Regions from separate parts of the Oryctolagus cuniculus genome. Here region 2 is linked to region 1. The links are chromatin contacts, called in public Micro-C maps. All regions are on one chromosome and are shown on one strand. Each heading gives the region's core, a stretch centred on a gene start, on an enhancer-like site or on the middle of the called end of the contact. The rest is flanking DNA. Distances are from core to core; before and after follow the strand shown. Region 1 holds the start of CALM1 (calmodulin 1). Region 2 overlaps LOC103351668 (a long non-coding RNA gene).

Region 1 (2,983 bases), core at 204-2,703:
CATCAATACGTGCTGTTGATTCGCACTAGGGTTTTCTCTGGTGAGCACAGGGGTATCACCGGGGGTGGCGGCGGGGTAGGACCTTTGACACCTGCCGAGGTGTCCCAGGCTCGCGGCCTGCAGCGCCACAGATGCTGAGCGGCCTGAGCCCAGCCCAGGAGCCGGACACGGCCCGTCCTCTAACAACTTCTTTCTGCGGAGTTTGTCAGGGCCAGAGGCAAACACGGCGAAGCGAAGCCCTCTGCCACGCTCTCTGGAAGGGAACCGATAACCCGCTGCGGTTGCCCGGGCCCTGTAAACAAAGATCAAATTCTGTGGTCTGCCTTGGCAGGAGAACCGGCAGCATGTCGCCCAGGTTTCCAGGAGCCCTGGGCTTCGACTTCACGACTGGAGTGCCCTTCGTCTGGTTTCCAGAAAAATGGCCCCAGCAAACTGATTTTAACGAAGATGATTCTTTTAAAAGCAGTAGCATCGAGACTGCAGGTTAATACTCAAGTCTAGTTCCACAAATCGGCCTGCGGTCCGGCTGTAATCTAGGGGCGTCCTAAGTATTCTTTTTTCGGTCTATGGATTTATGAATAAAAAGATTCGGATCCCTCTCCCACCAGGAAAAGTGTGAAGAATTTAAAGCATGAGTGGTAAGGCCTCACAGTAGCCGCACAGGTACATTCACTTTAGTAAGACCGGAGCCTGGACGAGTGGTATTTTCCAGAGGAAAATGAGGACCAGACGGTAGGGGAGAGATACCCCCGACATCCTCTAAAAATCCGGTGGAAACGTTAAAAAAAAAAAACCCACAATTTGCTAAGCATATGCGCACGACGCAGATTTACCAATCGAGCGTAAATGACCATCTTCCTCAGCTATTTCTCAAAAACCTGAAAAGCGAAACGCCGACCAATTTCTCCCACGAGGACCGGCGCCAATGCCCCCCGACAGACCCCTCTCCGCTCGGCAGCTGAGGGTGTGCGGACCCTTCCTCTGCCCCCACCCCCCGCAGCCGCCCGCACCGCAGCCAGCCCCCGGACCTCCCCGAACTGGAAGCGGACCCTGAGGAGCCCAGACAGAGGGGCGACCCTCGGGGACGCTGGCCATGCTGAGGTGGGAGGGGTCGCACAGGAAGGGTGGGGCAGGGGCCGCGGGGCGCACGGCTTCCGACTCCCGGAGCCGCCACCTCCTCCAGGTCCGGCCGTGTGAGGGGCTCGGGGTGGTCCTGCCGCGGAGGCGAGTCCCCTCAGGACCCCGCGCCCCCGCCCCCCGCCGCCTTCCCGGGCCCGGGCGCGGGCTGGGCCCGCCGCGGAGCGCGCGCAGGGGGCGGCGGGAGGCCGGGCGGGCCTGGGGGCGGGGCCGGCGCGCGAGGCCCGGCCGCCGCAGCGCCGCCGTGCGCCAGGCGGGCCCCGCCGCGGCGGAGGGATACGGCGTGCCTTATATATATACGGCGGGGCGCCGGCTCGCGCTCCGGCAGTGGCGCTGGGAGGCTCGTGGACGCGGCGCCGTTACTCGCAGTCGGGCGGCGGCGCAGGCGGCGGCGGCGGCACAGCGCGGAGCGCACTCGGCTCCTCAGCGGCGGCGGCGGCGGCAGCAGCAGCGGGAGGCCCCCTCGCCGTCACAGCCCCTGCGCGGGTGCAGCCAGCCTCGCTCCCTCCGATCGCGCTCCCTTCGCCCGCGCCATGGTAAGGTCGGCGGTGGCACCCGGCCGGCGTAGCGGCTGCCCGAGGTCTCCCCGCATGTTCAGTTTTGGTCTTTTGCCCCCTTGGTTGGGTCCCTCCCCCCACACCTCCTTTCCGGGCGTTACGCAGCAGCTGCGGTGAGGAGACGATGCGTTTCGCGTTTGCGTCTTGGCGTCCTCCGCCGGGGGTCCTCATTAAACGGGTCCCCACCCCCCCCCTTGAACTTGGCGGGGAGCTGCGTGCGGGCCGTGGCTGCGGGCACCGCTGCCTCGGGGCCTTCCGCATCCCCCCCGCAGCCCCGCACCCACTGCACCCAGCGCGCCGCACCCGGGCTGCCTGCAGCACTGCGCCCGGGCCCCGGGGGCGGGGGAGCCGGGCGGGGCCGGACGCCGGACGCCCCCCGGTGCTGCCCCTCCCGCCCCGCCCCGGGCGCGAGGGCGGCGGCGGAGAATGAATGGGCCGGGGCGCGCGGGGCGGGGGGCGTCCTCCTCCGGCGGCGGTGCCCTGCGTCCTGCCGGGGGGCGTCCTCCCCTGGCGGTGCCCTGCGTCCTGCCGGGGCGCGCGGCGCGGGCGTGGGCTGGGAAGGAAGGAGCCGGGGAAGGGTGGGGTGGGGGCAGGAAGGCGCGGGGCGAGGGGCGGAAGCCGCAGGCCGGCCCCTTGCGCCCGGGCGGGGCCTGCGGGGCAGCTGGCGCTCGTGCGGCCCCCTGCGCGGGGCAGCCGCGGCCCGGGCGTGCGGGGCCCCTTCCCGCGGGAGGCGCGGGGCGCGCGCGCTAATTGGGGCGGGCGGGGGAGGCGGGAGCTGGCGCGCGGCTCGGTTTCCAGGAGAGACGCAAAGTTTCTGCTGCGGGAGGCGGCGGGGGCGGGCGGGCCGGGGAGCAGACGCGGGTGGGAGGTGCGGGGCGGGGAGCGGGGTCTGCACGTCTGCGCGGCCCCTGCACGGCCACAGGCGGCCGTGCGCCCCGCGGGGCGTGTGTTGCAGGGCGCCCTGGGTCCCTGGGCGGGCAGCGTTGTCCGGCGTGGCAGGCCGGGTTCCGGACGCGTCCACCCCGAGGCCGGCGAGGTGACAGGGTGCTGCGAGCTAGGCGGTGCCCTGACGTTACATAAACCAGCGCGCCGTCTACATGCGATCTGAAAGGAGATTCAGGCTTGAGAGATCGGGGAAAGAGGAAGACCTGCTTGCAATTCGCAAAAAAATAAAATAAACCAGCCGCCCCCCGCACGCCGCCCCACCCCCGAGCGGGTATCCGGGAGCCGGGAAAGTTTGCGTTTGCGAGGATAAACCCAACGCCTCAGCCGTGTTCAGGGCTGACTTG
Region 2 (2,983 bases), core at 208-2,707, 76 kb after region 1:
CTGCACACCGACAGCACCTCGTGCATCGCCGTTCCTGACTGTAGGTGAGGGCAATGGCCAGCTCTCAGGGGTGGGGTGTCGCACAGGGGAGGAGGCCCGCTCCCCTCCCTCCTTCCTACCCACCATCTGGCTGAGGCCAACAGGATCTTCTTACAACAGGGTGCTGGAGGTGGGCAGGGGGCGGGGCGAGCAGGGCCAGTAGGAGTCCCCCTTCCAGGAAGCACATTCTCCCTGGGTATGCCTCCCCAGGTGCGGGGGCCTGCGCGCCCCGACCCTCCTCTGCCAGGCTGAGCGCCAGGGCAGGAGCCTGGTAACCTCCGGCCCTGAGCTGTGGGCTGCTTGCCAGGATAGGGTGACCCTGGGGTCAGGAGGCCTCCCCATGTGGCCGGCCCCCACCTTTGCGGAAGTGCACACAGCAGAGGATTCCCTGCAGCAAGTGCAGGTTGGGCCAAGGTACACAGAGCCTTTGTTTGTGGACTCCGGGGTGTGCAGCAAGGACAGGGCGGGGTCCGGGCCAGGAGACACACCCCACCCAGGCTGCACCTGGCGGGCACCTGCTCAGGGGCCATGGCTCTTCTCAGAAACCAGTTCCCAGCCCTCCCGAGCCCCAGGGGGGGATGAGGTGGGCCCAGAGCATGGCTTGTCCTTCCCTGAGGGGAAGGGCGCTGGGGGAGGACACAGACTGGAGGGCACGCAGGGGCCCTGGCTGCTGGCCACCTTGGCCTGGGCCTGTCACCGGAGGCCTCTGGTACGTTGGGGACTGCAGGGTAGCATTCGACCGTCCCTGGAAGGAGGCTCCGGCCCCAGGCACAGTGGAGAGGGCCTTCACAGCACCCCTGGCCCTGTCCTGCCTCCACCTTGGGGCGGCAGTTAGGAGTGGTCCTGTGTTCACTCCAAGCGTTACAAAGAAACGCCAGGGCTTTTACAACCTCTCTCCGTGTGTCTTGTTTGGTGAGCCCCTTGTTTGGCCGTGGCTCTCGTTGTTCCACAACCTGCTGGTTCTAGGCCCTGCTCAGTGGAAGTGGGCGGGGTGGATCTCCGGGAATGGCACGGGGACTTGGGCACGGCTGGCGAGCAGCACGTGAGAGCCAAGCAAGGGCGACAGCTCCCCGGGCAGCTCTGCGGTCTGGCCGGTCTCCGCCAGTCCCCGCTCTGTGACCTTGGGTTAGGGACCCTCCGCCGCCAGCCCTGGCCCCCCACTCTGAGCCACAAGGGCTGCGCTGAGTGGCGACGATGGTGGTGCTGGCCCGCCCTCCAGCCCGGAGGAAGCCGCCGCGTGGTGGGATGGTGGGGCTCACCTACAGCACCCGGAGCTGGCACCTTGGGAGGGAAGCAAATGCTCCAGGAGTTGTCACAACAGAGCGGGGCCTCCGGGCACCTCCTGTTTACCAAGGCTGAGTAAATACAGCCGGGCCCCTAGCAACCGGCACAAAGGAGCCCTTGTGCCGCCCGCCCGCTGCTCCCTGGGCGCCCTCCCCAAGCTCAGCCCGGCTGGGAGCTCTCTGGCAGGCAGGGCCACCTGGCCCAGGGCCTGCGCGGGGGAAGGGGAGAGGGGGGTGAGGGCAAGGCCTGCCGTGTGCCTGGCTCTGGGGCATGCTGGGGAGCCAGGCACGTGGCGGCCCCTGGCCTCTACAGGTAGGAAATTCTCCCGTTCTCTGGATCAGTAAACCGAGGCTGAGAGGGAGGGTTCTGAGCTGACCTTGTCAATCAGGCGGAGCAGGTGCGGTTCCATGCCTGTCCTGGCCGGGACACTTCCTGTGTGTTCTGTTATAAATCCCGGTTTCTTCGTTTGTAACAAGGGCCGGGCCACCTGGGCTTCAAATCCAATGGATGTGTGAGGCCTTTCACGTGGTAAACGATAAGCCTGGGCAAACAAGGAGCTGTTACTTCAGACCGAGAGGGCGGACTGCGGTCCCAGTCACCGATGACTTAGCTGTGCCCCTGCAGAGTGCCACGGGTTCCAGGGTCCCTTCTCACACAAGGGTCTCATTCCCCAGAGCCCCCTGCTGTGGGACACGTGCTCCAGGCCGGGCTGAGCCTGGGAACCTGAGCGTGGGACCTCCCTGCACCGCCCCCGCCCCCCCCCCCCAGGCCTGGCTGAGTCGTGTGTGTGTGTGTGTGTGTGTGTGTGTGTGTGAGGCGCTACTCCCCATCGACAGAACAGTGAAGAAACAAGGAAAAGCCATTGATAAAGGAACGGATGCCCACGGCCAAGGCGCCCCTGGCCCTGGGCACAAATGGAGACACGAGCCGGGAAACCTCCCCCTCCTGTTGGATGCGCCAAAGCTCAGAAGCGTTTTCCCCAGTGTGGGCGAGTTGCTAACAGGCATTCTGCCACTCACTAGCTTGTGACCTCCTGCAGACAGCCGTGCCTCAGTTTTCTCGTCTGTAAAATGGGCAGTGAGAGCGGCCACCCTGTAGGTTGGTGGGGAGGATTATCCGAGTCGTTGCACCTAAAAGGCGCAAATGCACAGTGGCCATTATTAACTTGTGTTCTTACTGTTGGCTCCAAGTACAAAGTGGCACTGCCCTTCCAAAAGCTGACGTGGGGCCGGTGTCCCACCTGTTCCAGCCGTGCGGAAATAATCGGACAGGTGTGCGAAGTGCCTCCCGCAGGCGCTCGCCAGCTAACAGCACGGCTCGGAGACAAGCACGTGTCCGTGGGTGGGGAACTGGGCCATCGGATTTTTGTTCCTCTTTCCAGTGGAATACTTTCCAGCAGCTCGAGTCAGCTCGGGCAGAGCTGCTCGTGGGGACCTGGAAAGCTCTGCGTGTCACGTGGACAGATGAGAGGGCAGCGGACCCACAGAGCCGTCCCATTTCCGTGGAGCCGTGCCACAGGCGGGTCAGTGCACGCGCGCACCCGGACGCGGGCAGGGAGGCCCCCAGAGGGTTCTCCACTGCGCGGGACTTTCTGAGTGAAGCTAAGACGGCTCTGGTTTCTTCCTGACATCTTCTGTGCTATTTTTTAAAAATTTATTTA

Evidence for each region. A called contact is a pair of places that touch in the nucleus more often than the background predicts.
Region 2: a contact with region 1 is called in a Micro-C map of ear pinna, with 3 times the contacts expected there. The contact joins the enhancer-like site here to the promoter of CALM1 in region 1. A contact is called at or near these places in 3 of 6 Hi-C or Micro-C datasets (ear pinna, skin fibroblasts and an unstated tissue).

Annotation. Positions count from the first base shown.
Region 1 is chr20:35,972,400-35,975,382 of mOryCun1.1, forward strand. It overlaps CALM1 (calmodulin 1), which reads left to right and starts at 1,454. Exons shown (of 6, transcript XM_051826152.2): 1 at 1,454-1,673. The coding sequence starts at 1,671.
Region 2 is chr20:36,048,419-36,051,401 of mOryCun1.1, forward strand. All of the region lies in intron 3 of LOC103351668 (a long non-coding RNA gene), which reads left to right. Among named protein-coding and RNA genes, the nearest start is that of CALM1, 76 kb to the left of the region's middle. Within about 2 kb of position 1,458, at least 2 of the 8 cell types and tissues checked have an H3K27ac peak or open chromatin away from gene starts, as enhancers often do. A contact at or near this core is called in ear pinna, where this site is marked.